Linked DNA regions of Mus musculus: region 1 is linked to region 2. A link is a contact called in public Hi-C data. All regions are on one chromosome and are shown on one strand. The core of a region is the stretch at or near the end of the contact, and the rest is flanking DNA. Distances in the headings are between cores, read along the strand shown.

Region 1 (6,097 bases), core at 1,235-3,734, 310 kb after region 2:
GCAAGGGACCTGAGTTCAAAACCCCAGTATCGACAGAAAACCTGGACATAGTAGTACACACCTGTGACCCAGAACTAGGAAGGGAAGACGGGCAGCTCTTCCGGACTCGCTGGTTAGCCAGTCTAGCTGAAACAGCAAGTCTCGGTTTAGTGAGAGACCTTGTTTCAAAAAAAAAAAGATGGAGTGAAAGAGACTCCACATTTACCTCTGGCCTCCACATGGACACATAGCAAGTGTTCCTCGGAAACACACACACACACACACACACACACACACACACACACACACACACCCCTACCTATAAACCAAACAGTCACAATCTTCCCCTTCCCCTTACTGTTCACCCTGCTTGTGATAATAAACTTTTGCAGGTTAGAGAATGAGATCTGATCAGTTTGTTTCTGCTGCAAACACAACTCCTTACAAATACAAACACATAGAGGCTTAGCTGGTCCCGTGAGCTGATGAAGGGCCAGCTCTGCCTACCCAAAGCACAGCACATTAGGTATCTTCAAGAAACAATGACTGGGGGCTATAACCATCACTAGGTGATCAACAAGGCTCTATCTTCCCTTAGGGAAGAAAGGATTCGGTTGATTCAGAGACAGGCCTCATAAGCGCCAGGCATCTCTACTCCTCCAGGTCCCTTCCAACCCATCCACAGAACAAGCTTTCCTTGAAAAGAAGATCAGAAAACAGCTGTCTCTCAAACTCAAGACTGAACGATGGGAAAACACCAAAAACAAACCTACAAAATCCCCTAGGCTCTGACCACACTGCACAGTTGGGAAGGGTCACACGCGGGGCTGAGCAGAGAAAATTCTCAGGTTCTTTCTGCATAGACTCAGAGCAAGAGACACATTATGTTCTCTTCGGGTGGTAGACCCTTGAGGGAAGTTATCAGTTCTAGAATTTTCCACCTTGGAGACTGGGCACCCCTTACTGAAAACTTCACAGGAAAAGAAATAACGGTCGCATTTTAACTTTCAGAGGTAGAGCGTCCCCTCGTAGGTCACAGGCCGGCCATCTGCTCCCTGGCTCGGAGTCTCTGCTTTCCCTCTTCCTCCCCACATCCATCTGAACATCCTCTGGCAGTTTATAAGCTGTGTCCCATCGCCTGTGGAATTCATAAGCAAGAACTTCTCAAAACCCCAGGCAGGACAGGAAGGAAGCAAGCGATCTGGCCACGCGCACGGGCTGTTCTTTATTGTTAGCTGAATTCCGTGCATTGTTTGCTGGGGCAGTCTGTCTGTCTGTCCCTAAGGTACAGGACGACTGAGGTGTCCAATAGGCATCACTCTGTACTTTAGAGAAAGGCACTGCGTGAGCAGACACTGCTCTAGGGAAAACTGTCTGTCACAGACCAGCACTAGCAGAAGTATAGCTGCTTAGAGCTAACTCCACAAGTCATCTAAGTCCTGACCCTTAAGCCCTGGTGCCTGTTCCTTAAACTCCCTTAGATCATCCTCTCCAAACTAGGACTGAGCCTGGATGGAACTCAGTAAAGAAACCATCTATTCTAACATGAGTCATTGGCATTATCAGCCAAGATCAAACACGGGCCCATTATCTCCCCGTTCCCCAGGAAAACATAGTAAGAGGTACCAATGAGGCACGCTCCCTTACGAGCAAAGTGACCAGCGTTTATGGACTTACAGCTATACTATTTGGAGGGATGGGGTTCCTGAAGGGAAGCATCTACCAGCCAACATCGTTTCTTTAATCACGACTTCAAGGATATTTCACATATGAACTCTGAATGACCTTCTGAAGTCCAAGGGTCCTCTCACCTTAATCTACATAAGACATATATGAGTCTTCTCCTTTCCATGCCCCCGTCCCGTTTTTGTTTCCTTTTTGTTGCTGTGACAAAATACCCTGGCATAAAGCAACTTAGGAGAGAAGGGGTTTATTTTAGCTCACAATCCCGGGATGCTGGGAAACCATGGCAACGGGGGCTTGGGATCGTCCTTGCATCACAACCACATTCGAGGATGGAGAGGCAACGAATGCACATGTGCTTAGTGCTCAGCTAGCTTTCTCTCTGCCCTTACACAGTCCAGGGCCTAAAACCCAGGAACAGTACCGGTCATTTTCACGGTGGATCTTCCAACACCAATTAAGATGATCAAGACAGAGACATTCTCAACCTGATCGATCACTAGGTGATCGATCACTGAAAGTCTCTTTCCAGGTGACTCTTCACTCAATCAAGTTGAAAACTGACACCACCACCACCCCACACACCTCCCCTCTCATCTAGTCTCCGCTCAGCCACTGGAGTGTATTTCCCCCAAAGTGGTTGCCTGTGGAAACCCAAACCTTTCTTCAATTCCAGCCTGCAGTCAATTCTCCCTTGCACCGGCCCTCTCTCTGCAGCCTTCTCGTTTTCTTCCTCGTGGGCATCCCCAGACTGGTTCCGAGCAGAGTCGACTCATCTCACATCCTGCCACTAAATCCCCTCCTCCTCCTCCAGCACACCCACCTGCTCTGTGAGCTGCCCCTTCCGCAGTCTGGATCGGCACCCTCATTCACACACCCTCAGAACACCACAGTTTGGCACCACCGGGCCACAGATGGCTCTGCTGCAACTAAACGCCCAGCCCCACTGAACTGCTCGCCCTTTTCCTTTCTGTCCCTGAATGCTCAAGTTCAAGGTGAAGAACAAGTGGTGGATTTTCGGAGTCTGGAAGCTCACCCAGTGACAAGGCTGAGGGATGGCCTAGGGGCCTCCACATTATGTAGCCTTTCCACAAAAGTTAGGTGGCAATCACTGTCACTCCTGGCGTTCAGTGCAGAGTTTCCCACACAGTGATGCCTCTAGACTTTTCTAATGTGCTGGTCACCACCTTCCTTTCCACAACCCGAGGATACTGAGCTACCAATCAGAAGCTGCATGCTGTTGCACGGCTCTTTTATGGAAGACTTGGTACCTGGATAATACCAAGCACTTCACACCAGTGACCCCACTATTAAAATGAGGTGGGGAGCAGAGGTGTCAATAAGATAGCTCTCTGCCTCAGAGAGCACAGCGTATAGGCGCCCCTGCTAATAATGTCTTCAACTCCTTTAGCTCTGCATACTGGTGAACAGCCCTGTATATTATTCGCAGGCTTTGTTTCACCCCATTAACAGAGGACAATTGTATTAGCCATATGAGTCTGAGTTCCCATGCTATTTAACTGCTCTGCTGTCGTGCTAACGAAGCTGAAGGGGGGTTGGCAAGAGTGTAGATCACCTTCATGTACAGATATTTGTGGTTTTATTTTTCCTTCTGCCAGCTTGCCTCTCCGTTTCAATTGCTTACCATCTGCCTCTGAACAATCTAAGTGCGAGCAGATAGATTTTATTTGGAGGATGAAATGGTTTGGGCTCGTCTGGAAAAGCATTTTCATATACTGGCGTTCAGGGCATTTCCTGCTTAATAGGACTGAGGGGTGATTCGGTTTGGTGGGAAGTGGGTTTACTCCCTTAGTCAGAATATGCTGTTAAAAGGCCTCGTGATCACATTTATCAGTGGGACAAATAGCATAGTCATGAGGTCAGAACTCATATGTCAGCCTAAAATGAGCCTTGAATGGCCCACAGCCTGGCAGGTGCCAGGGCAGAAAAGTGAGTGTTATTGTATAAACATTGTATTTCCCCCTTCACCATCTTTTAAGTTTAAAAGAAGAAAACACTGAGCCACTTCACATGGAACTTGCTGATTTGTGGTTTACATGAACTGTAACCAGTAACTGAAACACAGGGACACTCAATCAGGTCACCAAGAAGAGTCAGAGGATTTGTAGACCTATAATCTCCATAGCTGGGAAGCTGAAGCAGGAATGTTTGAAGCCAGCCAGCTTGGGCTACAAAGTTAGATCCTGCCTCCAAAAAGAGACAGGGCCAGGGGGAGGATGAAGAGGAAGAGAAGAGGGAAGAAGAAGAAGAAAAGGAAGAGGAAGAAAGAAAAAGAAAGGTAATATGGTTTGAACTGATCTATAATTCTGAAATCAAAATCCCAACTAAAGACTACTGTGTCTCAGATCGTTGAGCTGGTCGTATCAGAAAATGTGGGTTCGGACAGAGTAATTGTGTCATGGGACCCTGCACACATAATTAACTCAGCTGTTTGGGCATTGGTTTGAAATTCCTCAAAACTCAGCTGCCAGTGCCTAAATCCTGTTATTGTAATAATCATCTTGTAAATTATAAATACTCAGAACTGATTAGGCAGATGTCAGGAAACTACTTGTAGACAAGTCTTCACCCCTGGGGCAGGAAACCCAAAGCACACTACAGCAAGCTTAGGACTGATCCAAGAGGGGACTGGGCTGCCACCCTGGTCCCCTCCTAGATAATGCCCTTCAGAAACATTTAAACTGGAACTCCAACTTCTTTTCAAACAGGGTCTCACTCTGCAGCCTGGCTGTTCTGGGACTACCCACTAGACCTGCCCTCTAGCTTGCAAACAGCCACCTGCTCCCACCTCCTGCATGACAGAACTACAGGCAGACATCTCCGTGCCTGACTTAGAACCCTGGCTTCCTACCCCAACAGATCAAGCAGCTCTGGACTCCCAAGTCTAGGCTGATGAGTCCTCTGTTCCAGAGTTGCTGCAGAAAGCTAGTTGTAATTGCCCTACTAAATCAGCAGCTTGCTCCTCCCCATCTCCTCTTAAGATGCTAACTGGGGAAAGACCTATCCCTCTCCTATGAAAGAGAAAGCTACAGTACAATTACAGATTTAGTTAGTTCCACCACTGCTTAGGAGCCAGGCAGATAAGGAAAAACAGCAAAATCTCTCGCCCACCCAACTATCTATTAATATATCTACTACGTATCTATTAAAGTTTATACCTATTAATATATTATATATACTATATAGGTAGTACCAGGTTTGGTGGTGTATGGCTTTAATTCCAATACTCAAGAGGCAGGGAGACAGAAGGATCTCTGTAAGCTTGAGGCCAGCCTGGTCTACAACTTATCTTACGTTCTAAGACAGGAAAAACTACATAGAGAGAATCTGTCTCCAAAACAGACAGACACACAGACACACAGAAACACCCCCCCACACACACACAGCTATGCATGGTTTTAATAAAACAATAGTGGTTCTTCATTGCAAATGAACAGACGCAAAAAGGAGTGTTTTTAAAACCCTACATGGCAAAATTCTATGTGTAAATCTTACAGAATTGCCACCTGTTATGTAGGATCGTTCACCTAGTCATTTTAGTGTCTCTCAATGGTTATTTCTCATTCACCGAAGGGAACTATACTGTATCTTCCTTGGTTTTAGAACATCCTAAAAGCCATATCCCTAACTCTTCTCTCCCACTCTGTTTCCATTCCTACAATGAGAGCCTGCTGAAGCAGGAGAGGAGTGAGCGACTTTCCTCCATCTGTCTCCATCCACGCTGAGAGCGAGGTACACTACATCGACGAATACTGACGGACCGGTCAGTAACTGGCTACTTCGGGGAAAGTGTGACCAGGGAAGGTGATGTCCAGAAGTGTCACTTTACTACTTAAATCCAGCCAGCACACATTATAAACTCTGTTATAACGTGAGGAGACTGTAGACCCTGTTAGACTAAATGCCACACAGTAACCCATCCGAAACATTAGATCTTGAAGAGCCAGTAGTGTAGCTCAGTGGTTAACACCTACCCCATTCAAGGCTCTAAGTTTGATCCCAAGCACTGGAGGAAAAAAAAAATCATATAAAACAGGGATTCATGGCGCATGCCTGTAATCCTAAGGCATTCGGGAGGCAGAGGCAGGAAGACTGCAGCTGGTCTACATATCAAGTCCCGGACTAGTCAGGAACTCACAATGACACCTTGTCTTAAAACAAAAACAAAGCAACAACATCTGAATACCTACAAATGATGAATTGTGAGGATTTCAACAAATTGTTCCTAAAGCCATTATTTGGAAGACAGGGACCATAGTTAAAACAGTGTTTCTCACCAAAACCAAGAGTCACATGACAAAATCAGATGTAAAGGAAAAAGTAACTTGTATGCTGTCACACTAAACTAAAAAAAAAAAAAAAAAAATCACACGAACCTTTTCTCAAGTACGATGAATTTATTATGGTACTAAAA
Region 2 (6,463 bases), core at 2,992-5,491:
ATGTTCACTCGGGGCTTGGGCCTCTTGGCAAGGATGGACGTAGGAGTTTTGACTGCATGTACCCCATGCCAGCGCCAGGCGGGTGTTGAGCTATGAGAAGCCACAGGTCTTGGCTCCAAAGGTGGGGAAGTAGGTCTGAGGTCCCCAGGGACTGCTGGAGTCAGCTCCGGGGTCCCCGGACCTGCATGGAGACTGGGGATGGCAGGTTCTCAGACTTTTGGGCACCCCAGATGCCGCTGGATGCCGCAGAAGAGTTGAGAATGGAGTGGGGGCTCACAGGCTGGATCTATCCTGGGCCAAAGGGGAATGAGGGCGGAGGAGAGAGCTCTGGCTGGGTCCCACAGGGATGAGTGTCCTTGGCTTGTTCAGCGGGTGGCTTAGCTTGGTGGGGGTCATGTCTAAGAATCTTCCTGAGAGAGATTGGACTCGGCTCTTTAGTCAAAGACCTGCTACATTGCTCCCCACAGCAGATCCCGATGGAAAGAGACAGTGCATGGTTTTAAGACATTTACTGTCATGGTGGAGAGTGGTGATACCCCACTTTTTCAGGGCGGGTGGGCCTGAGGTTAAATACATTTTGCAGAGAGGAGTGTCTGCGAAGGAGAGCTTAATTGGCTAAGGCCTTCAGGCCTTTAGGTACCTCATTCAAATGGAGATCTGTCTTGAGGCTACATGATCTGTGGTCACATCCTCTACCTGTGGAGGGGTTTGGGGTATTTCCTTTATGTGACTGATGGCCACAGAATTATGGAGAGCTGAGGCCTTGTGTCAGGGGCCTGGTGCTAGGAGTGTGGCAAAATTCCTACTGTTCCTTGCAGGATCACTTGCGGGGGTCACCGATGTTTTAAACCTAGCTCAACCAGAAACTAGTCTGCCTTTCACAGTTTTGCTACAGATTGCTATAAATTCAAGCCCAGCTTGGGTTGTAGAGTGAGTTATTCTTTCTCTCTCCACCAAAGCCCAGGGCCTCACACATGTTAGATAAGTGCTCGGCCATTGAACTACACCTCTAGCTTAGCCTTTGAATTTTATTTGTTCAGATGGCTACAGGATGGTGGAATACTATAGCATCCACCCAATATATTTTCGTTCAGGCTCCATGTTGGCTTTCTATATTTATTTCATGGCTTGTACCTGTAAAGGTCTGGGATTGACTCTGGGGCAAACAAGAGAAGAAGCACACTAGGAGCTTGGTGCTAGATAAGAGAAGGAAATAAAACAGTAGTCATATCAATGAGAGGAGGGATGGAGCACAGGATGAACCAGGAGGTAAGGGAGGCTTCATAAGATATGGCATTGACCTGCTCTAACAGGCAGGGCTCCATGCCACACGTTCAGCGTGGCGTGAAACCTAGGCACGGTATCTACGGCATTCTCCTGACCTTGGAGGCACAACAAATGCTTATTGGATTTGTTTTAAGGCAAGTCAGGGAGCAGAGGACAGAGGCTGGGAGGATGGAAGCTTTGAAGGTAGAGGCAGTTGAGGGATGGTGAGAAGCTAAGGCAGGCAGAAGCTGTGGGAGAGGACAGAGGACAGGAAAGCCGAGGTGTGTCAGCAAGGTAGCCCTGAGGCAGGAGTGGAGGCCAGCTCTCAGTGCTCCCTCCCTCTCTCTCTCTCTCTCACTGGGGGCTGACAGTGCCATTGTCTGAGATTGAGAGTGAAATCACAAGCTACAGCTTCAGAGGCCCACGAGAGACATAGCAGGACATGTTTCCTTTCCTGTTCTGACTTTGATTTCAGATTTCCTGACAGCTATTGACTCAGATGACTTCAAGGTGAGAGCCAGGATGACCGGAGGGCAGTGGTGAGCTTCGTTCTCCCCGAGGAATGCTCACACCATGTCACAGGCTCTTCACTCCAGCCTGGCTGGGTCTCCTATGCACCTCTGGCCACAGTTTTGACATAGAATGTCTATGTATCTTTCTGCACACCACTGTATCTGTGAATGTGGCTAACTCATTTACATTTTCCCGGGAAATGCTTTGTTTTAATGCGGAGCCATGGTTAATCAATACAATCGCCATCAGTTCCAGGCAAAACAGAGTTGTTAATTATCCTTCAGGAGTGTGAGGTGCTCGGGCGCTTGGTACCCACAGAACGTTCCAGATGCATCTAGACAATTATTAAAGCATGCCTCTGGGGACGCCTGAGAGTGTCTCCCAAGAGGCTTAACTAAGGGGGAAAAGACTTGCCCTGTCCGAGGGCAGCACTCTCCTATAAGTAAGTTAGCGGCTGATAGAGTGGCAGAGGGAAGGGGAGCCAGGCAGTTAGCTCAGGGGTTCCTTATCTCTGCTTCCTCTGCAAAGCTTCAGCTGGTCCATAATGCCCTCCTACTGTCCCCAGCCACCTCTAAAACCAAAAGCATGAGGCAGAAGAGATCCCTTCCACCCTCTGTAAGGTATGTTCTCCCAGCAGCAAGAAAATGGCTAGCTCATCAGCAGAACCACAGTGGCTGGATCAGAGAGCAGCTCTTAAGTTGATGCACAGTGAGTAAGAAGTGTTTGGGGACTTCACAGCAGAGGGAAGGAGACCAAGGTCGCTCCGGGGCATCTGGGCATGGCAGAGCAATGGCCTCAGCAATGTGGCGGCTGCAGTAGCTACAGCCGCTTCTCTTGGAGTTCAGGGACCCTTCACTTCACTTTGAAAACTCAATAACTCGATTGAAGGAATGAATGAAGAACACCCAGCAAAGCATCAGTCTGGCCTTTCCAGCCCTCAGACCACAGCCACTTCTAAATAGAAGTTCCTGGGGAGTACCCCTCCTCCCTTTCCTGTCATTGTAGGGCACACTGCAGGAAGCCAAGGACATTGCTTCAGGGAAGGCTGCTTTTTCTCTTAAGAAACCTCAGGTCATTGAAACCAAATGGTTGTCTGTATCCTGAAATCGAGTCAGGCTGAGAAGGCGCGTGGGGGATTCGGTTCCTGTGCCTTGGGTTTCCCCTACCCAGACCCCTGTACCCAGCACACCTCTCTCCTTGCCTCCCAGACCCCTGTACCCAGCACACCTCTCTCCTTGCCTCCCAGAGAAAGCACAAGAAAGCCTTTGGCCAATCTAAGTCCTCGAGCCAGATTTAGCAACCCCTCATGTCTCTCTAAAGGTTAAACAGTTCCCACAGGGCACCAGAAAGGGTTATTGAAAACAGCAGGGTTTTTTTTTTTTCTTCTTTCTTTTTTTTTTTTTTTCTTCCTTAACTTCACTTCTGGTAAATCTCTGATCCAGCATCTAGTGGTTAACCACTGATACAGGAAGTGACATTTAACGTTTTTTATCACTCATCCAGAAATGGAAGAACAAGGCAAGTCTGTGTTTGGGGAAGATGGATGGCTGCCCACCACCTTCATCTTAAAGGCACATCACCTCTTTTCCTGATTGTTGGGCTGATGGCAGCGCATTTCCCTCCAGCCTGCTTGCTTCACTGTTGGGGGTGCAGTAGGGGTGTCAAGAGGGTAGTCAAGACCTTATGTCCTGGATGGGAACAACCTTGTTGGCCATTGATAGGGGTGAAACGGATGGTATTTGGTTCCTCTTTCTCAGGAGCCGTTGCATGTGGGGACAGGCAGGAAGGAAATGAGCTGGGATGCCTGTGTCCCAGGCAAAGGGAACCACAGACTCAGCCTGGGGTGGCTGAGTGCTGGAAGCCACCTGGCCAGCTGAGACTTGGAACAAAAATCCTGCCGGCTGTGGGAAGGAGGGCAGTCACCTGAAGCCTTGTCAACCCCTGCCAAGATGCTCCGTGACTCTTAAAGCTAATGTTGGACACGGCAAGCCATGACCAGGGCCTATGCATTCGGGTTAGCAAAGCAGTTAACCTCTGTCACTGGATGCTTTCCTGTTTGTCGTGTTAGAAATAAGGGGGTTTTCTGTGTAGCTTCTAGGTAAATCCCTGGTAACAAGGGTGACAAGGACAACAACAAACACTCTGAGCAATCCCTGCCCAGGCTTTGCCCCACCTACTGGGGGGTCTGAGGACATTGAGAAGCTTACATGGGAGCCCTGCTGGAGGGTGTGGGTGCATCAGACACTGCATTGCTGGCAAAGACCCCTGTCTTCCCATATTTACCAGGGTGATGGATTTCTCTGAGAAATTCCCCCTTCTTCTGGCAAGAAATGACACGATATCATAATGAAAAAAAAAGTCGCTGGGTTACAAATTATCCTTTCTCTTCTGGCCACCTCTGGTCTGACCACATGGATTCTTGGCCCTGTCAACACTAGGAGGCAGTGATGCCATGGGCCTGCTCTGTCACCGAAATGGGCAGGAGCTACAGGGTCAGCTGATGTTCACCACGAGGCCAGCTGGACCTGTGAGTCAAGTCACCTCTTGATTTCTGCTCTAGCTTGCTCTGGGGAGGATCTGAAGTGACTGTGATCTCTTGGAACCTCAGTTTGTCTATCTAGACACTGCTTTGGAGATCTCAGGAGAGCTACAGATTGCTGCAAAGGAAATGTGTCTTTCCAAGTTTGCACTTTTCTCCATGAGAGGGAAGGCATGGGTGACTTCAACGTGTTCCTGAAAGGACAGAGTTGCACACAGGTGTCACATGCCCCAGGCTGTAGGCACCAGTGGTGGTGGGACTTTGTGTTGGAAGTAGCTGTGAGATGAGAGCATGATTCTGGTGGTCCTCAGTGCGAGCTCTTTCTCAAGCACATGCCTGCTCCCCACAGAGACTTTTACCTGATACACCAAAGTGGAACAAGCATCAAAGCCAATGGAGCACTTTCCTGTGCCACAGGACACAAAACCACCCCACATCTCTGAAGAAACAGCAGTCTGCTCACTGGTGCCAATGCCTGGCTGCCCATGGTTGGGAACTTAGGAAACAGTCCTGACCAGGTCCCCCTTAGAAACCAGCACAAGCATTTGCATGTGAGTGTACATGCATGTATACATGCGTGTGTATGTGTAAGTGCATTTGTATGAGTGCATGCACATGTGTGTGTGTGCATGTGTGTACCCATGCCTGTGTATGTGCAGAGGCCAGAGGAGAACATCTTTACAGTATTCCCTTGAAGAAGGCAATCCCACTGGAGTTCAGAACACTTCAGCTAGGCTGTGCCCCAGCGATCCAGCCATCCCCCTCACCTACAGCATTAGGCTTGCTGCAGCCATGCATGCCCAACTTCTTGGTGGGTGCCAAGGATCCAAACTCAGGTTCGCATGCTTGCTTGTGCAGCAAAAGTGCTCTTACCCACTGAGTCACAGCCTCAACATTTTTATAAGGGTCTTAAGCACATTGACATACAGTCTGTGTAGAGAGCCTCCTATTTAAATGAAGAGATTAATAAGTTAAAACACACACACACACACACACACACACACACACACACACACACACACACACACACACCACCACCACCACCACCACCACCATACAGAAAATTATATGCTCTGATTTTGGTAATTACAGAGAGATGCACAGAGGTAGAGCCTCTTAGCCCTGCCCAGGAAGAGCCGGTGCAGGAGGAAACGTCTCAGATGAGATTTCAAGATTAACGAGGTGAATCAGTTGAGAAGGAGCTGTGGTAAAAGCAGGTGAAATTAGGAAGGATGTGAGATTGGGGTGGGTAGGAGTCAGGACATGCTTTGCTGTCTCCCAAACTGTGTTAACAGCCACAACCTGCCTGCCGGAAGTAGGGGGTAAAGGGAAGGGAAGGAGCAAGGGTAACTTTAGGTTTGTCACGGGCAGTGGGTGGCTGCAGATGCCAAGCCTCTGGGCTTGAGGCTCTACGTGGGAATAAGTAGACTTATCTATGGGAGGCTCACACAAGTCCTAGACGCTGCCCAGGCCCGAGAGGTTTTGCAGGCAGCTCGTGATTGGTGGAGTCTGTCCAAGTGTCCTGTGGGTAACGAGGTCATCCTGGGAGCATCATGGGACGATGTTCGCCTCAGGGCAATGATGAGGGTGGGTGCTGCATTTTTTGCCTTTGCCAATCTGTTCAGATTTCCAGGGCTGCTTCCCACTCAGGAAGCTCATTTCCTCAGCTCAGCCCACCCAGCTCAACCCCAGAGTCCTGAGGCAAACCAACAGCCAGTTGCCACGTTCTGTGATCCGTTATTGCATCCGTTTTTCTCACTTAAATCAAATCTTACTATCTACCTATACTCACGGAAGAAATCCTCAAGTTGGGTTCTTAAAATAATAAGTAATAAATGTTTCTCTCCTCCTTGGTAACTCTCCCCCTTCCTTTTCTTCTTCTTCCCCCTTCTTCCTCATTCTCTTCCCCTTTTCTCCCTCTCTCTCCCTTTCTTTTCTCTTCCTCCCCTGCACCCTTCAAGCCAGAGTGTCTTTATATAGCCTAGGCTGGATTTGAACTAATGTTTTTCTTGCCTTAGCATTCTGAGCATTGCCATTACAGGCATGTGTGACCTTACCCAGACTCCTTTATGTTTTTATTAATAAACTTAGGTTCTAGTAGAGTCCTTATAGACACCCATGTCATTTCTGCCTATGGACTTCCCT

What was found. Hi-C and Micro-C count contacts between places; a contact is called where the count stands out from the background.
Region 1: a Hi-C map of bone marrow-derived macrophages shows a contact between it and region 2, with 21 read pairs. The contact joins two enhancer-like sites. A contact is called at or near these places in 5 of 39 promoter capture datasets (the C10 cell line, HPC-7-derived erythroid cells, embryonic stem cells and 2 more), 6 of 484 Hi-C or Micro-C datasets (the C10 cell line, the HPC-7 cell line, LSK cells and 3 more), 10 of 115 datasets of contacts at active chromatin or transcription factors (CD8 T cells, T-cell acute lymphoblastic leukemia, Th17 cells and 4 more) and 1 of 9 other capture datasets (embryonic stem cells).

The regions. Positions count from the first base shown.
Region 1 is chr6:134,056,093-134,062,189 of GRCm38.p6, reverse strand. The region is part of intron 1 of Etv6 (ets variant 6); the gene reads right to left. Among named protein-coding and RNA genes, the nearest start is that of Etv6, 23 kb to the right of the region's middle. Within about 2 kb of position 2,484, at least 48 of the 459 cell types and tissues checked have an H3K27ac peak or open chromatin away from gene starts, as enhancers often do. A contact at or near this core is called in CD8 T cells, Th17 cells, bone marrow-derived macrophages and 2 more, where this site is marked.
Region 2 is chr6:134,363,924-134,370,386 of GRCm38.p6, reverse strand. The region is part of intron 3 of 4933406J09Rik (RIKEN cDNA 4933406J09 gene); the gene reads left to right. Among named protein-coding and RNA genes, the nearest start is that of Bcl2l14, 29 kb to the left of the region's middle. Within about 2 kb of position 4,241, at least 125 of the 459 cell types and tissues checked have an H3K27ac peak or open chromatin away from gene starts, as enhancers often do. A contact at or near this core is called in CD8 T cells, Th17 cells, bone marrow-derived macrophages and 2 more, where this site is marked.